2 separate regions of the Pan troglodytes genome follow, and region 2 is linked to region 1. A link is a contact called in public HiChIP or PLAC-seq data. All regions are on one chromosome and are shown on one strand. The core of a region is the stretch at or near the end of the contact, and the rest is flanking DNA. Distances in the headings are between cores, read along the strand shown.

What was found. HiChIP or PLAC-seq counts read pairs in DNA pulled down with a chosen protein or histone mark.
Region 2: an H3K4me3 HiChIP or PLAC-seq map of stem cell-derived excitatory neurons shows a contact between it and region 1, with 3 times the contacts expected there. The contact joins the promoter of ZNF347 here to the promoter of LOC748668 in region 1. A contact is called at or near these places in 1 of 7 Hi-C or Micro-C datasets (stem cell-derived neural progenitor cells) and 1 of 1 datasets of contacts at active chromatin or transcription factors (stem cell-derived excitatory neurons).

Annotation. Positions count from the first base shown.
Region 1 is chr20:55,820,035-55,827,991 of NHGRI_mPanTro3-v2.0_pri, forward strand. It overlaps LOC748668 (zinc finger protein 816), which reads right to left and starts at 2,661. Exons shown (of 4, transcript XM_063802223.1): 1 at 2,482-2,661. LOC129137969 (large ribosomal subunit protein eL39-like) reads right to left here and starts at 7,944. Exons shown (of 1, transcript XM_054672745.1): 1 at 2,854-7,944. The coding sequence starts at 6,631. The coding sequence ends at 6,413.
Region 2 is chr20:55,995,862-56,003,818 of NHGRI_mPanTro3-v2.0_pri, forward strand. It overlaps ZNF347 (zinc finger protein 347), which reads right to left and starts at 3,560. Exons shown (of 5, transcript XM_009436195.4): 1 at 3,498-3,560. It overlaps ZNF665 (zinc finger protein 665), which reads right to left. Exons shown (of 5, transcript XM_054672588.2): 5 at 6,978-7,957.

The DNA.
Region 1 (7,957 bases), core at 1,411-3,910:
CCCCCTTTGAAGATCTCCAGGTGGACTTCACAGAAATGCCAAAGTGTAGAAGTAACAAGTATTTACTAGTTCTCGTGTGTACCTACTCTAGGTAGGTGGAGGCTTATCCCACACGAACTGAGAAAGCTCACGTGCTTCTTCGAGATCTTATTCCTAGATTTGGATGGCCCTTACGAATCAGTTCAGATAACGGGCTGGAGTTTGTGGCTGACTTAGTACAGAAGACAGCAAAGGTATTAAAGATCACATGGAAACTGCATGCTGCCTTCTGACCTCAGAGTTCTGGAAAGGTGGAGCGAATAAATCGGACTATCAAAAATAGCTTAAGGCCTTAGGAAAAATTACACAAATGATTTCAGCCCAGGTAAATGAGAGATGCCCCATTAGCTTATTCTCCCCAGTTCACTCTTTCTCCCCAGGTGATTGAGTGTGGATCAAGGACTGGAACGTAGCCCCTGTGTGCCCCCAGTGGAAAGTACCCCAGACCGTCATCCTGACCACTCCCACCGCTGTGAAGGTAGAAGGAATCCCGGCCTGGATCCACCACAGCCATATAAAACCTGCAGCGCCTGAAACCTGGGAGGCAAGACCAAGCCCAGATAACCCCTGCAAAGTGACCGTGAAGAAGACGACAAGCCCTGCTCCAGTCACACCCGGAAGCTGACTGGCCCGACGCACAGTCGAAGCATGAGGAAGCTCATCGTGGGACTCATTTTTCTTAAATTTTAGACTTGTACAGTAAAGGCTTCAACTGACCTTCCTCAAACTAAGGACTGTTCCCAGTGTATTCATCAGGTCACTGAGATAGGACAGCAAATTAAAACAATCTTTCTGTTCTATAGTTATTATGAATGTACAGGCACGTTAAAAGGATCTTATTTGTATAATTCCACTCAGTACAAGGTACGTAGCCCAGGAAATGACAAACCTACTATGTGTTATAACCCATCTAAGCCCCCTGCAACCACCGTTTTTCAAATAAGATTAAGAACTGGTCCTTTCCTAGGTGACACAAGTAAAATAATAACTAGAACAGAAGAAAAAAGAATCCCCAAACAAGAAACTTTAAATTTGATGCTTGTGCAGCCATTAATAGTAACAAGCTCAGATTAAGATGTGGATCTCTTAACTAAGAACGGAGCTGCACAGTAGAAAATAAATGTTTGTCATGAGGCAGAGGTCTGTGAAAATTTGCCTATTGCCCATGTGTTATTTAGGCTACTTAGAAAAAGGACAAAAAAGACCCGGTTCACTTTCAAAAAAAAGAAGCCAACCCCTCCTGTGCTAGCAGTCACCGTAACCCACTAGAACTAATCACTAATTCCCTAGACCCCCGTTAGAAAAAAAGAGAAGGTGTAACCCTGAGGGTCAATAGGACAAGGGTAACCCCCCAAGTTGCCATTTTAGTCCGAGGGGAGGTCCCCAGGCCCTTTCCCAAACCAGTGTTTCAAGCCTTTTATAATGAGCTAAATCTGCCAGCACCAGAGCTTCCAAAAAAGACAAGGAACTTGTTTCTCCAGTTAACGGAAAATGTAGCTCATTCCCTCAATGTTACTTCTTGTTATGTACGTGGAGGAACTACTGTCGGAGACCGATGGCCTTAGGAAGCCCGAGAGTTGGTGCCCACTGATCCAGTTCCTCACACAATTCCAGTTCAGAAGGCCCAAACTAGCAACTTCTAGGTCCTAAAAACCTCAGTTATTAGACAATACTACGTAGCTAAGGAAAGAAAAAACTTCACCATCCCCGTAAGAAAGCTCAATTGTTTAGGATAGAAGTTGTATACAACAGCACAACAGGGACAGTCACTTGGTGAGGCTTAAACCACACTGAAAAGAACTCATTAAGTAAATTTTCTAAATTACAGACTGCCTAGGCTCATCCGGAATTTCATTGAGACTGGACGGCCCCCGCTGGACTATACTAGTCCAGGCACAGAGACTATACTATACTATACTAGTCCAGGCACAGGCTATACTAGTCTGTAGGCACAGAGACCCATCTCCAACAACAAAGAAGAAAAGTTAAAATCTGGGTCCTGGCTCTGGGAATCTAAGGCCGATTAATGTGAACTTTGCAAAACTAGAGCAAAAGGAATAACCCCATCTCCCAACCCGTAGTAACAAAGGATCAAAGGGTACTCTCCCTGTAGCCCTCCCACTTCCACCACGTCTCAGATGGAAAGGGAAAGAGCCTAGGAGTGGCCACAAAGCACCGGCCACCCTGGGGCTGCGGGGCTGCAACGCTGCGCTCCAGGGGCCGACTAGAGCGAGGCTGGGAAGCGCTCTTGCCCAGGGCGAGAACCCAGCTCGGGGTGAGGACGTGAAACAGCGCGAGGCGGGAGGACGCGTCAGAAAGGGTTTTGCGAAGGAAAGTTTGGCGACAGGAGGTGTCTGCACGGCCCCACTGCAGAAAGACCGGGGACGGGACCAGCCTCAGGGCGACTTTAAACTCAAAAGGAAGCGACTCACGGACTCTCACCCGGACGTTTCAATTTGCTCTGGGTTGAGAAAAGAGGGGCCGGAATTTGCAGGTCTGTGGGGACCCCACGTCCCCTATATAGCAGCACCAGAGAACTAGGAAACGCACACGCCGCGGTGCAACTTTCAGTCCACGCCATCCGCTTCCGGGTCTGTGCCAATCGGCGCAGGACGGAGGCGGGACCTGGGCCAGATCCCCGAAGAGGTGGGCGGGGCCTGGGCGAGGCCGGGGCGGGGTGCAAAGGACAAGGGGCCTGGCGCGGGAGAGAAGAGTCTTGGGCTGTGAGGAGTCCGCGGGGGCGGGAAAGGGGCGGGGCCTGAGCTTTTCTCCATCTCGCTCTCCGCGCCTCTGTTTTCAAGGTTTTAGAGGTGACTCCCGCCAGTGAGGCTGGAGCAGCTCAGCAGTCAGGGAAATAGTACCTCCCTGAGAAGTCGCCGTGTGGCGGTAATTGGATCCGGGAAAGTTCCTTGCTATTGAAATTTATTTTAGCAATTTAATTCCAAAGCCTGGAAGTTGTCTAGGGCAGGAATGCAAACTAGAACGCGAAATGCAAAGCCGTGCCTGAGCGAAAGGTAGAATTTCATGCTGACGGTCCACAGAACAGAATAGAAATCCTCTCCCTTTCAATTCTCCATTCACTGGAGTGGGACAGCCCACACTGTGCTCAGCTCCTGAGACTTCCCTAGGGCCACCGTCTGGGGTGTGGAGCAGAGGGCTCAGGCTAGGGAGGAGTGAGGTCACCACCTGCTGCTTAAACACAGCAGGGATGCGGGCGGGGTGGCAGGAGTCTGGGGTCCCAGCTACTCAGGAAGCAGGGGCGAGAGGATCGCTGAGCCTGGAGTTCCAGGCCAGCCTGGGCGACAAAGTAAGACCCTCTATCCCAGAGCTCCCTCCTCCGTCTCAATAAACAAAAAAGTGATTTAAAAAAAGCACTGACATTGTAACAGTGCATATAAGTTGCCCAGTTGTTTCTTACGTTTGTTATTTCATGCTGCAATTAAAATGAGTTATTTTTGTCGTGGAAAAGACTCAAACTGTAAAATATCTTAAGAGATTTATTCTAAGCTAAATATGAATGACCCTCAGGAGGTCCTGAGAACATGTGTCCGAGGTGATGGGGAACAGCTTGTTCTTAGACATTTTAGGGAGGCATTAGACATCAATCAAATACATTTAAGAAATACGCTGCTTTGGTTCAGAAAGGAGGGGCAACTCAAAGCAGGGACTTCTGGGCTACAGGTAAATTGAAACATTTTCTGATTGACAATTGGTTGAGTTTGTCTAAATACCTGGGATCAACGGAGAGGAAATGTTCACGTTAAGGTAAAAGATTGTGGAGACCAATGTTGTTTTCAAGTCTTCTATTGGCTGCCCTTAGAGATAATAGATGATAAGTGTTTTCTATTCAGACCTTTAAACAGTGCGAGATTCTTACTTAATCTCTTCAGGATTGGTAGGGCCTAGAAGAAAAAGATCTAGCTATGTTAACAGAGATTCTTTACAGATGCACATGTACCCCTCACAAAGAACAGCTTTGCAGGACCATTTCAAAATATGGCACAGAAACATGTTTTGGGGTAAAATATTTTGACTTTCTTCTTTGTCACATGTTATTCCAGAGTCAGACTGGAAAGTAAGACAGGATATATAGGACTAAATAAAACCCATCTGATGAGTATTTATGGTTTGTAGGGCATGACTCCCCAGACCCTTTAGATAGGAATTTGGGCAAGATAAAAAAATTAGACCTTGGTCCTCATTCTCAAATTCTTTTTTTAAAAAATAATTCCTAAGTGTATTGTAATATCAAATTCACTTTAAGTGCCTTCTGAAAATAAGTAGAAAATGTACTTTTTATCTTCAAGTTGTAATTTTTTTTCCCCTAGAAACAGGACCTAGTTCTGTCACCCAGGATGGAATGCAGTGGTGGGAACATTGCCCACTGCAACCTCAACCTCTGGGGCTCAAGCAATCCTTCCGCCTCACCTCCCAACTAGCTGGGGCCACGGGCCCTCACCACCAGGCCTTGCTAATTTTTAAATATTTTGTAGAGTCGGGGGTCCACTATGATGCTTAGGCTGGCCTTGAACTCCTGTACTCAAACAATCCTCCCACCTTAGCTTCCCAAAGTGTTGGGATTAAAGGCGAGCTACCACACCCATCCAATTGTAATCTATTTTGGGTGTTTTCTTTGTTGTTCTTTCCTAAGTGTTCTATCAGGTGTGAATAACAAAGGCTGTAAAATAGGCAGTCTTCAAACATTGGGATTTATTTTCATATAGAGAATAATTATGAGATATTACTAAGGATACATTGCACTCAGGTTATTCTGTTTTACGTGGGCTCTGAAGAAAATATAACTAAATTACAAAATTGGCTGGGTGTGATGGCTCACACCTGTAATCCCAGCACTTTGGTAGGCCTAGGCAAATAGATCACCCTGAGGTCAGGAGTTTGAGATCAGCCTGGCCAACACAGTGAAACCCCATCTGTACTAAAAATACAAAAATTAGCTGGGCATGGTGGCATGCACCTGTAATCCCAGCTACTCAAGAGGTTGAGGCAGGAGAATTGCTTGAGCCCAGGCAGCAGAGGTTGCAGTGAGTTGAGATCTCACCATTGCACTCCAGCCTGGTCAACAGAGTGAGACTGCATCCCAAAAAAAGAAAAAAAAATTATAAACTTTTAAATCACCGCATTTCTGCATGCAATAATTTTTTGGCAATATCTGTAAGTTAATATGTACTATGAACTATATTTTTCACTCACATCCCTAGTTATCAAAGGTTTCATTTATCAAACACTAGTAATTAGCTAAAACATAATTACGTTTAGGAAGAAATTAGCATATCTAAAATATTAGCAAGTTTAAAAAAGCATAATGTGGCCAGGCATGGTGGTTTGTGCATGTAATTCCAGCATGATGGGAGGCCGAAGCAGAAAGATAGCCAGTGGCCAAAAGTTGGAGACCAGCCCAGGCAACATGGTGAAACCTCATCTTTATATTTTAAATATTTATGTATCTGTGTATTCATTTATTCATCTTTGAGATGGAGTTTCATTCTTATTGCTTAGGCTGGAGTGAAATGGTGTGGTCTCGGCTCACCACAACCTCTGTCTCCTGGGTTCACGCGACTCTCCTGCCTCAGCCTCCCGAGTAGCAGGTATTACAGGCATATGCCACCATGCCTGACTAATTTTCTATTTTTACTAGAGACGGGGTACCTCCATGTTAGTCAGGCTGGTCTCGAACTCCCGACCTCAGGCGATCCACCCACCGTGGCCTCCCAAAGTGCTGGGATTAGAGGCCTGAGCCACCATACCCAGCCTCTATGTAGCTTTGTAAAAAATCCTTGTAGCTGTCTCTTTTAGGAATAAAACGGGAGGCAGGTTTGTCTGACACAGTTCCCAGCCTGACTTTTCTCTTTGGCTTAGTAATTTTTAAGCTTCTTTCACAACCTTCTGACAGACATAATGCTTTGCCACACTGATATTGGTTTATATAGATTTTCCAAAACAGTAAAGTCCAAGGGTCTATCATGAACTGGGTTAGCGGAGGCGAGAAGATTCCCAGAAGACTCCTGATCTCAAGCAATCCTCCCACCTCAGCCTCCCAATGTGTGAGGACCACAGGTGTGATCCACTGAACCCAGTGGAGTCTCCATCTTAAAAAAAACCAAAAAGCAATACAGGAATTAAGGTACTCTATGGAATTACATCATTTGACTTTTTTTTTGAAATGAAAAGCCTCACGTATTTATTACTGAACTCAGCCAACCAACGTGTTCCTAACAGATTCAGAGAGAAAAAATATATTCCCAATAAAACATGTCCAACTCTCCAGATAATGGTGACATTTTCTGCTTGATATGGTAACGTGATTGTAATGCTCAGAGAGCATAAAAATGTGTGCCATCTCATGTACAATTCCTTATAGACCCTGATTGGTTCTTCTCCAATGTCTCCTTTTGGAATTGTACCTGATTTTATTACCAGTTTTCATCTGAATCCACTGGGGAATGGAACGATTTTGCTTTTTTTTCTTGGCCAGGAATTGCTTAATCCTGAAAGTCTTATGAGAAGATCTGGTGAGAAGCAGAGTCAAGTACACACCATGATGGTGGAGAAAGGAAGAGAAGGGGCTTGACATCTATTTTTTTTTTTTTGAGAGAAAGTTTCACTCTTGTTGCCCAGGCTGGAGTGCAATGGCACTATCTCGGTTCACTGCAACTTCCACCTCCTGGGTTCGAGCGATTCTCCCACCTCAGCCTCCCAAGGAGCTGGGATTACAGGTGTCTGCGACCATACCTAGCTAATTTTTGTATTTTTAATAGAGATGGCACTTCACCACGTTAACCAGCCTGTTCTCAACCTCCTGACTATTGTTTCTGCTGTTAGCTGTCAGTCCTCTTCATCGCGGCACAAACAAGATTATTGTTTTTCTCTGAAACTGATGTGGATGGTCTGCCTGCTGCTCCACGTGTAACCTTCAACATTGTCTTCTCCCAACTCAAAATTAGTTATCCATTTACAAACTGTTGATTTCTTTTGGGCATCGTCCCCATAACCTTTTCATAAAGCATCAATGATATCATAATTCATCTACCCAAACTTTACCATAAGTGTTCTTTTTTTGAGACATGCTGGAGTGCAGTGGCAAGATCACAGCTCACTGCAGCCTCGACCTCCCAGGTTCATGCCATCCTCACGCTGCAGACTCCACAGTACCTGGCCCTGCAGTCAGGTGCCACCATGCCCAGCGAATTTCTGTATTTTTTGTATAGAAGGGGTTTTCACCATGTTGCCCAGGCTGGTCCTGAATGCCTGGGCTCACGTGACCCACCTGTCTTGGCCTCTGAAATTGCTGGAATTTCAGACCTGAGACACTGCAACTGTTCTCATCAAAAATTTTATTTTTCTTCTTGTTTCAATTTTAGCAGAGTTTATATTCCTTTGATACAGTCTCTTTTCAAACTCATGTCTTATCCTTCTCAGTGCCTCAAACTAGAGCCTGTTCAGACATGTTATAACAGATTTGTATCAGTTTATTTTGGTGCAAAAACTGTGAAATTCATGGACAATTTTCCCATAATATGTATTTTTCCATGAGCTTCTTGAAGACCACTTGTACTAGAATACTGTATTCAAGAGGATATATAAAAGGATTGTAGATATGCAAGTGCTGTTTACTTCTGACATGCAAGGATGGTTCAACATATTCAAGCAAATCAATGTGATATACCACTTGAACAGAATGAAAGATGAAAACCACATCATCTCAACAGATGGAGAAAAATCATTTCACAAAATTCAACATCTGATCATCATAGAAATCTTAAACAAAATAGATAGAGAAGGAAATTTACCTTACCAATAGAAAGACCATTGATGAAATGACCAATGTGGAGATAACCAAGCAGGGAAAATGGAATCCTTTTCCTGTAGGATCTCACATGATGCAAGAACATTCTCACTT
Region 2 (7,957 bases), core at 2,310-4,809, 180 kb after region 1:
TCTATTTTTCGTAGAGACGGAGTCTTGCTATGTTGCCCAGGCTGGTTTCGAACTCCTGGACTCAAGCAATCCTCCCACCTTGGCCTCTGAAAGTGTTGTGATTACAGGTGTAAGCCGCTGTGCCCAGCCCTGTGTACGTGTCTTAATGGAGAACACCACTCCCTGGGTACAGGGATGAATTCCCTTGCAGTTAAAATTTTGAAAGCTTTACAGATTGTGAAGGAAAAAAAAAGTTAAAATTGATGGCACGCATATTGTCCTGAGACTGTGAGTGAGGCTGGTACATGGTACACAATTGCAGGGCCAGCAGCAGCCAGAAGCAGGAACAGGCCATTCCCAGTCACGACTGAGTAGAGATCACAGGTCCTGACAGGTGGGTGGGCCACTTGGAGGTCTTTTCCTTTAGTCTTTGAGACAGGAAAAAACCCAACTCTACATTCTGCTCTCACACTAAACACAGAATTCTTCACCTCTAGTCACCAAAATGTGTGTGTGGCTTTTCCCACAATGACCAGGGGACTCCCAGGGGACTCCCAGCTCAGGGGGGTGAGGCGGGGGTCCTACAATTTCATTCAACTCTGACATTATCTACAAGACAGCATGGGCCGGGCACAGTGCTCACGCCTGTAGTCCCAGCACTTTGGGAGGCCAAGGCAGGAGGATCACTTGAGGCCAGGAGTTAGAGACCAGCATGGCCAACATGGCAAAACCTCGTCTCTACTAAAAATACAAAAATTAGCTGGGTGTGGTGGTGCACACCTGTAATCCCAGCTACTTGGGAGGCTGAGGCAGGCAGGAGAATCGCTTGAACTCGGGAGGCAGAGGCTGCCTTGAGCCAAGATTGCGCCACTGCACTCCAGCCTGGACAACAGAGCGAGACTGTTTCAAAAAGAAAAAAAAAAAAAAGACTGCATGACAAGGTGCTACAGGTTCAGAGCTCAGTCTAAAACTGCCCCCCACTTCAGACACAGTATGCCAGTGGTAACTGTCACTTATACTTTTGAATGACCTGATAAATACTGTGGTTCTCTTAACCCCTCCTCGGCTTTGATTAACTTTCTAGGACAGCTCTTCCTTCTGACTGTTCATCTGTATCTTCTGTAATATCCTTCATAACAAATGTGTAAACTAAGTGAAGTGTTTTCCCTGAGTTCTTTGAGCCGCCCTCACAAATTAATAGAACCTGAGGTGGTGGGGAGGGGGATGTCAAGGGAATCCCCAATGTGTAGCTGGTCGCTCAGAAGTTCAGGTACCAACGGGAGACTTACAACTGGCACCTGATGCGGGGGCAATTTCGTGGAACTGAGCCTCAATCAGTGGGATCTGATGCTAACTCCAGGTAGAGAGTTTCAGAATTGAGTTAAACTATAGGACACTCAGTTAGTGTCTGATAGAGAATGGGTTGTTGGTGGGAGAAATCCGCACACATTTTCGTGAGTGGAGGCGAGACACTGTGTAGAATGTGCCCTGTTGTACTGAGTGTCACAGGAAAGAAAATCAAAGGAAAAATATTTTTTCCTCTTAGTTCATACACTCACCCACACCCTACCCTATTCCAGGAAAAGGGAAGTGGGTGGACTCAAAACTAAATGAGCGAAGTCACTGCTCTCTGGTTTGAATAGTGATTGCAAATGAAGCTATACCCTAATACTAATAATTGTCAAATGCACATCTTACGCATTTTACATAAAGGAGTTTCTTCCATTCTCATTTGCAACTGCATAATTTAAGTAAACGTATTTTAAATGTGTTGCATTATTATAAACCCAGAAACCAATGTCACAATGTCATCATCACATCTAATCAACGCACCACTCACCTGGACTCAGGGTCCCTCTCTTGGTTCCATACTGTGTGTTTCCCTCCCTCATCCTCTACATAGCTCTCATCCTCACATTAGCTTATTTTTTATTTTCTGTGTTTTTCCCCTGGTTCTTTGCGCGTCGTTTTGAGCCCCTCTCATCTCCTGCTATTTCTCCCCTTCTTCCTCCGCTTGCACCTGTTCTGTCCCATTCTGGGGCCTTGTTTCAACTCTGATTCCTCTTTCTCCCCAATCTTTTCATTGTCCCCAGTCTCCATATATTTCTGCCTCTTTCTTCTCCCATCTCTGCTCCCTCTGTTGAATCTCCTCTTCCCTTCTACACCTCTCGCCCCACTCTCTGGCACCCCCGGATCCCAGGCCTCCCCCTGCTGTGGTTCTCCTTCTGCCCTCCTCGTCACCGGCTGTCCCCTCTTGCTGTCCCAGCACCACGCTGCTTGTCTGCCCTGGTTCCAAATCCCTCCTCCTCTCCCGGACTCTGTCTGAGGAGCCTCCCACTTTCTGGCCCTCTCCCTACCTTGCTGTCCTTCATCTCTCTGGACATCGAGCTTTTCTCTACATTTCCCCAGTCGCTTTTCTCCTTCTGCCTTCTCAGCTCCTTCTCTTACCATCTGCAAATCCCTCGCCCATCCTCTACTTTGCCATCTGTTTACGGGTTTCCCTCACTCTTTCCTCTCAGTTTTTCTACTTCTCTCTCTGTCTCTGCCCCTTTCTCTACCTGCTAATCCCCTTGGTCCACACATTCACAGGAGGGTTTGGACTAAGACGCCTGCATCTTGGAGGAGCGCATTTTCCAGGGGCTGGAGCTGGGCAGGCAAGAACACCGGGTGTCACAGGACAGGCCCCGGGCACCTCCCCAGCGCGGGCTCAGGAGAAGCGGTGACTGCGAAGGGGAGGCCTGGGGAGCAGCAGGGCCCGACACGAGGAGGAGGGAGGTGGCGGGGCGACGGCGCCTTAGGAGAGGGGTGGGGTCTGCAGGATGCCAGGACCAGGCAGAGGCGCGGCCTCCCCGGTACCGGGGCTGAGGAGCTGCGCTCCAGGGGCCGACGAGGGCGAGGCTGGGAGGCGCCCAGGGCGGGAATCCACCTCGCGGGTGAGGACTTTAAAAAGCCCGGGGCGGGAGGAGGGGTCAGGAAAGGGTTTTAAGCGGGAGGAAGACGCGAAAGGCCGGGGACAGGGAGAAGCCTCAGAGCGACTTCAACCCAAAGAGAAGCGACTCCGAACCCACACCGCGAGTCAGCTGGGGTGGAGGGCGCGGTGCGGGGATCTTAAGGTCTGTAGCTGCCGGGCGCAGTGGCTCACGCCTGTAATCCCAGCACTTTGGGAGGCCGAGGCGGGCGGATTACCTGAGGTCAGGAGTTCGAGATCAGCCTGGGCAACACGGTGAAACCCCGTCTCTACTAAAAATACAAAATTAGCCGGGCGTGGTGACACATGCCTGTAATCCCAGCTACTCGGGAGGCTGAGGCAGGAGAATCGCTTGAACCTGGGAGGCGGAGGATGCGGTGAGCCAAGATCGCGCCATTGCACTCCAGCCTGGACAACAAGAGTAAATCTCCGTCTCACCAAAAAAAAAAAAAAAAAAGAAAAAAAAAAAGGTCTGTAGCGAGCCCGGGAACTGGCTGCGGAAACGGGGCACGGCGGTTCGCAAGTTTAATCCATACTGAGGGACACTCACGCTCGGCGGCGTCACCTGCACCCAACACGATCCGCTTCCGGAACTGCAGAAAACTGCGCGTGCGCGGAAAAGAGCCCGGGCACTCTGGGGGCGGGGCCTGGGGAGAGGCGGAGTCTGCGGACGAAACGCTGGGGCGGAGCTGGGGCGGGCGAGCCAGGGGCGGGGTCTGCGCTTCCCTCAGCCTCCCTAGCTCGCAGTCTCATTTTTCCCGGTTTGGAAACCCTGGAGTGTTCACCATGTCCCCGGGAGCACCGTTCCAATTTGAAGCAGTTTTAAGGTGAAAGAATAGACTTACGTGGACCACTTATGATAGAAACCAAAATGATTTCCTCTTACCAAGTTGAAAACGGTTTATGTTAAAATTGTTTGCCGGCGGGTTGGACCCAGTTCTGCTAGGGAGTCTGCTGCAGCTCAGGAACGGGGATCTGGGAATCGGGGATCTCGGTCTGGGAACTGGGATCTTAGTGGAGGATCCACGAGGCACGGCGATTGGATCCAGCAATTCCTGCAATTAAAATGTATTTAATTTAACTAAAATGTCTGGAAATTATCTCTGAGGATGATTCAAAGTAGAATGGGAAATGCAGCATCCTACCTGGACGGATATGCAATTTAATGCAGTAGCCCAACAGAACCTCCTTTGCATTTCAAATCCCCATTCTCCCCAGTGGAAGAGTCAAGCCTGTGCTCAATTCATGGGAAGGTTAAGGCCGATAAGTTAGATCACCAAGGGCTGCTTTATTGTTCTTTAAAACATATATTTTTGTAAAGATGGGAGTCTCGGCCCAGGCTGGTCTCCAACTCTTGACCTCAAGCAATCCTCCTGCCTGGGCCCCCAAAATTGCTGGGATTACAGGAGTGAACTACTGTGCCCAGTCAACTACTGATTTAAACCCTGTGAATTTTTAAAAACTAGAGATAAACTGCATTATTTTTGCTTATATTCGTTATTCCGTTCCACACTTGAAATGACTTAACCACAAACAACTTTGACATAATGTTTTTTGCATCAAAATATGCTTAAGTCAATAATTTCTAAATATCCTGTAATTTCAATTTCACTTTATGGGCATTCTGAAGGGAACTTGACACAGTACTTTTTATTTTAAAATTGTAATCTATATTGGGTCTTTTTTTTGTTTCCTGTTTCTTAATGTTCTATCAGATGTGGATAACAGAGTGTGGAAAATAGTCACCACATGACAATTGGATTTCTTTTCGCCTAAAGAATAGTTTTCCAGTATTTCTAACGTATCATCCCAGCACATTCACTGAACTAAAGACTCACAGGGATACCCTTTTTTCATGTTTATAGAGAACCTAGTTTATACCTGCTATTGTCTTATGTACATTTTCATGTCACACAATTTTATCTCCAAACAACACGCTTATTTATATACACCGTATAGTTTTCACTTTAACAAAATATTAAACGTTTCATCTGGGTTACAATATATGAAAGAAAAAAATAAAAGGAAAAATCATATTAAAAAATAAAAAGTAAGTTTACTACAATTGAACATAAACCATGAAATATATTGCTCAATACCATAAACTGAAAATAACATTTCCATAGCCTTTGGAGAAATGCCCTTCCAGTAAAACTGCTTAATCATATTTATTATGTAAGAAACTTTTCCACAGATTTTCACTGAGTTAGTATAAAAACATCTTAGGCATTATAACTAAACAGGATTTCAAAAACATTTTCAACAGTTGTGTTATTTTTAATGAGTCCTATGGGTACAGCGGAAAAATAAATGTAGAATATTACTATCAAGAAAACTAGGGCAGGGCGTGGTGGCTCACACCTGTAATCTCAGCACTTTGGGAGGCAGAGGCGGGTGGATCACTTGAGGTCAGGAGTTCGAGACCAGCCTGGCCAACATGGTGAAACTGTCTCTACTAAAAATGCAAAAATTAGCCAGGCGTGGTGGCACATGCCTGTAGTTCCAGCTACTTGGGAGGCTGAGGCAGGAGAATCACTTGAACTTGGGAGGTAGAGGTTGCAGTGAGCCGAGATCACGCCACTGCATGCCAGCCCGGGTGACAGAGCAAGCCTCCGTCTCAAAAAACAAAACAAAACAAACAAACAAAAAAGAAAACTGGGGTCTTCCCAAACCAAGAATTCAGAACTTTCCAGAGTAAATAATTCAGTGTACTAGCGTCAGTCTCCATTTTGTGATGTTGTACTACTAACGCTTTTACAGCTCTGCACTTCCTGTTCTGCCCATTTGGTCAAACTGATCATGCTTGAGTGCTTCCTCCTTTGTCACTAGATGGACGTTCCAACCACACAAAGCTTCCTCTAACCCATCCCCACACCTTATCAACCATAACACACCAAGCAAGTTGCTTATCTGGGCTCTCACGCCATTTTTGGACCAGCTTTGGAAGTCTACCCAGCTTTCCCCAGAAACCCACATTATGTAACAAACACTCTCATAACACTTCTCAACCAAACTTTAGGTGAAGTTCAATACAGTTCCAGTAGAGAGGTCACAAGTTCAAATGATCAAAATGTTATGAGGGTGAACATACAAACTTTGTCGTTTATCTGCCAGGAAAAAAAAAATCTGAATGTGTCATATTCTTTCTTAAAAGAAAATTTATATATATTAATTTTTCCAATTGCCACTGAGCATTCCAAGGGTAAAAAAGAGATGTTATTGTTTTTATCCATATTCCCTACAGTTTTTTTGTTTCCTAATATGTCATATTTTTACTATACTTGTATTTTCACTTCAGGTACATCAAGATAAATGCCATAGGTGTTATTTGGCATGCAAGAAAGAGACATGCAAAAATATAATAATACTGTGCATATGCATGAAGAGCAATGCAGACTTCAGGGTGTGAGAGTCTGAAATATCCTTTCTGTGGGATTTTCATTATACCACATAAGTATCCCAAGGCAGAGTGTGGAGAGAATAATTCAAGTACAAAATACAATTAGTTTCTGGGCTGAGCATGGTGGCTCACACCTGTAATCCCAGAGCTTTGGGGGGGCCAAGGCAGGTGGATCACTTGAGGTCAGGAGTTCGAGACCAGCCTGGCCAACATAGTGAAACCCTGTCTCTACTAAAAATACAAAAACTAGCCGGTCGTGGTAGTGGGCACCTATAATCCCAGCTACTTGGGAGGCTGAGGCAGGAGAATTGCTTGAACCCGGGAGACAGAGGTTGCAGTGAGCCGAGATCACGCCACTGCACTCCAGCCTGGGTGACAGAGTGAGACTCCATCTCAAACAAACAAACAAAAAAACCAAAATACACTTAGTTTCTGAAAAGTATATGTTGTTTGATCCAACAATGGAAATCATTGTTCTAGATCCTTCAATAGCTTAATGGTGCACTGTTGTTATCTGTTATGAAGTATGCTACTGAGGTAGGATAAAACTATGTTGGCAAGAAATGATTCATTCATACTTATAAAATACATCAAATTTTATTAGTTAAAACATTAAATCTATGATGCATTCTTCAATAGTAGCAAAATGTGATTCCAGCAGTTAATGTAAATCCTAGTAACAAACATGGGATTCTGGTTACTTTGATTAAACTTCTTATGCTCGGCCGGCCAGGCACGGTGGCTCCAGCCCGTAATCCCAGCACTTTGGCAGGCCAAGGTGGGCGGATTATGAGGTCAGGAGTTCGAGACCAGCCTGGCAAACATAGTGAAACTCCGTCTCTACTAAAAATACAAACATTAGCCAGGCGTGGTGGTGCATGTCTGTAATCCCAGCTACTTGGGAGGCTGAGGCAGGAGAATCGCTAAAACCCAGGAGGCGGAGGTTGCGGTGAGCTGAGATTGCATCACTGCACTCCAGCATGGGCAACAGAACAAGACTCCATCTCAAAAAAAAAAAAAAAATCAATCTTTGCTATGCAACAGCTATTGGCATTTGATGGAGAAGGTAGCCTCCACTTTTCTGCATTATTTGTACCACACATCAGTCCCTAATAAGCTATTACTCTCCTCTAATAAAAATCTGAGTGTCTTCCTGGCTCTATTTCATGGTCTATTGCTAGAGAATTTCTTTCTTTCTTTTTTTGAGTCAGAGTTTCGCTCTTATTGCCCAGACTGGAGTGCAGTAGCATGATCTCGGCTCACCACAACCTCTGCCTCCCGGGTTCAAGCGAGTCTCCTGCCTCTCCTGAGTAGCTGGGATTACAGGCATGCGCCACCATGCCTGGCTAATTTTGTATTTTTAGTAGAGATGGGGTTTCTCCATGTTGGTCAGGCTGGTCTCGAACTCCCGACCTCAGGTGATCCACCCACCTTGGCCTCCCAAAGTGCTGGCATTACAGGCGTGAGCCACTGTGCCCGGCCAGTAGAGAATTTCTTCCCATACCCACAGTGCTCTTCTGTCAGAAGAAGGGCACCTGCAGTGCAATAAGGATGAGTGACATCATAGTTCATCATCCTCTGCCCTTTCCACGTGCTCTCTAATTCAGACT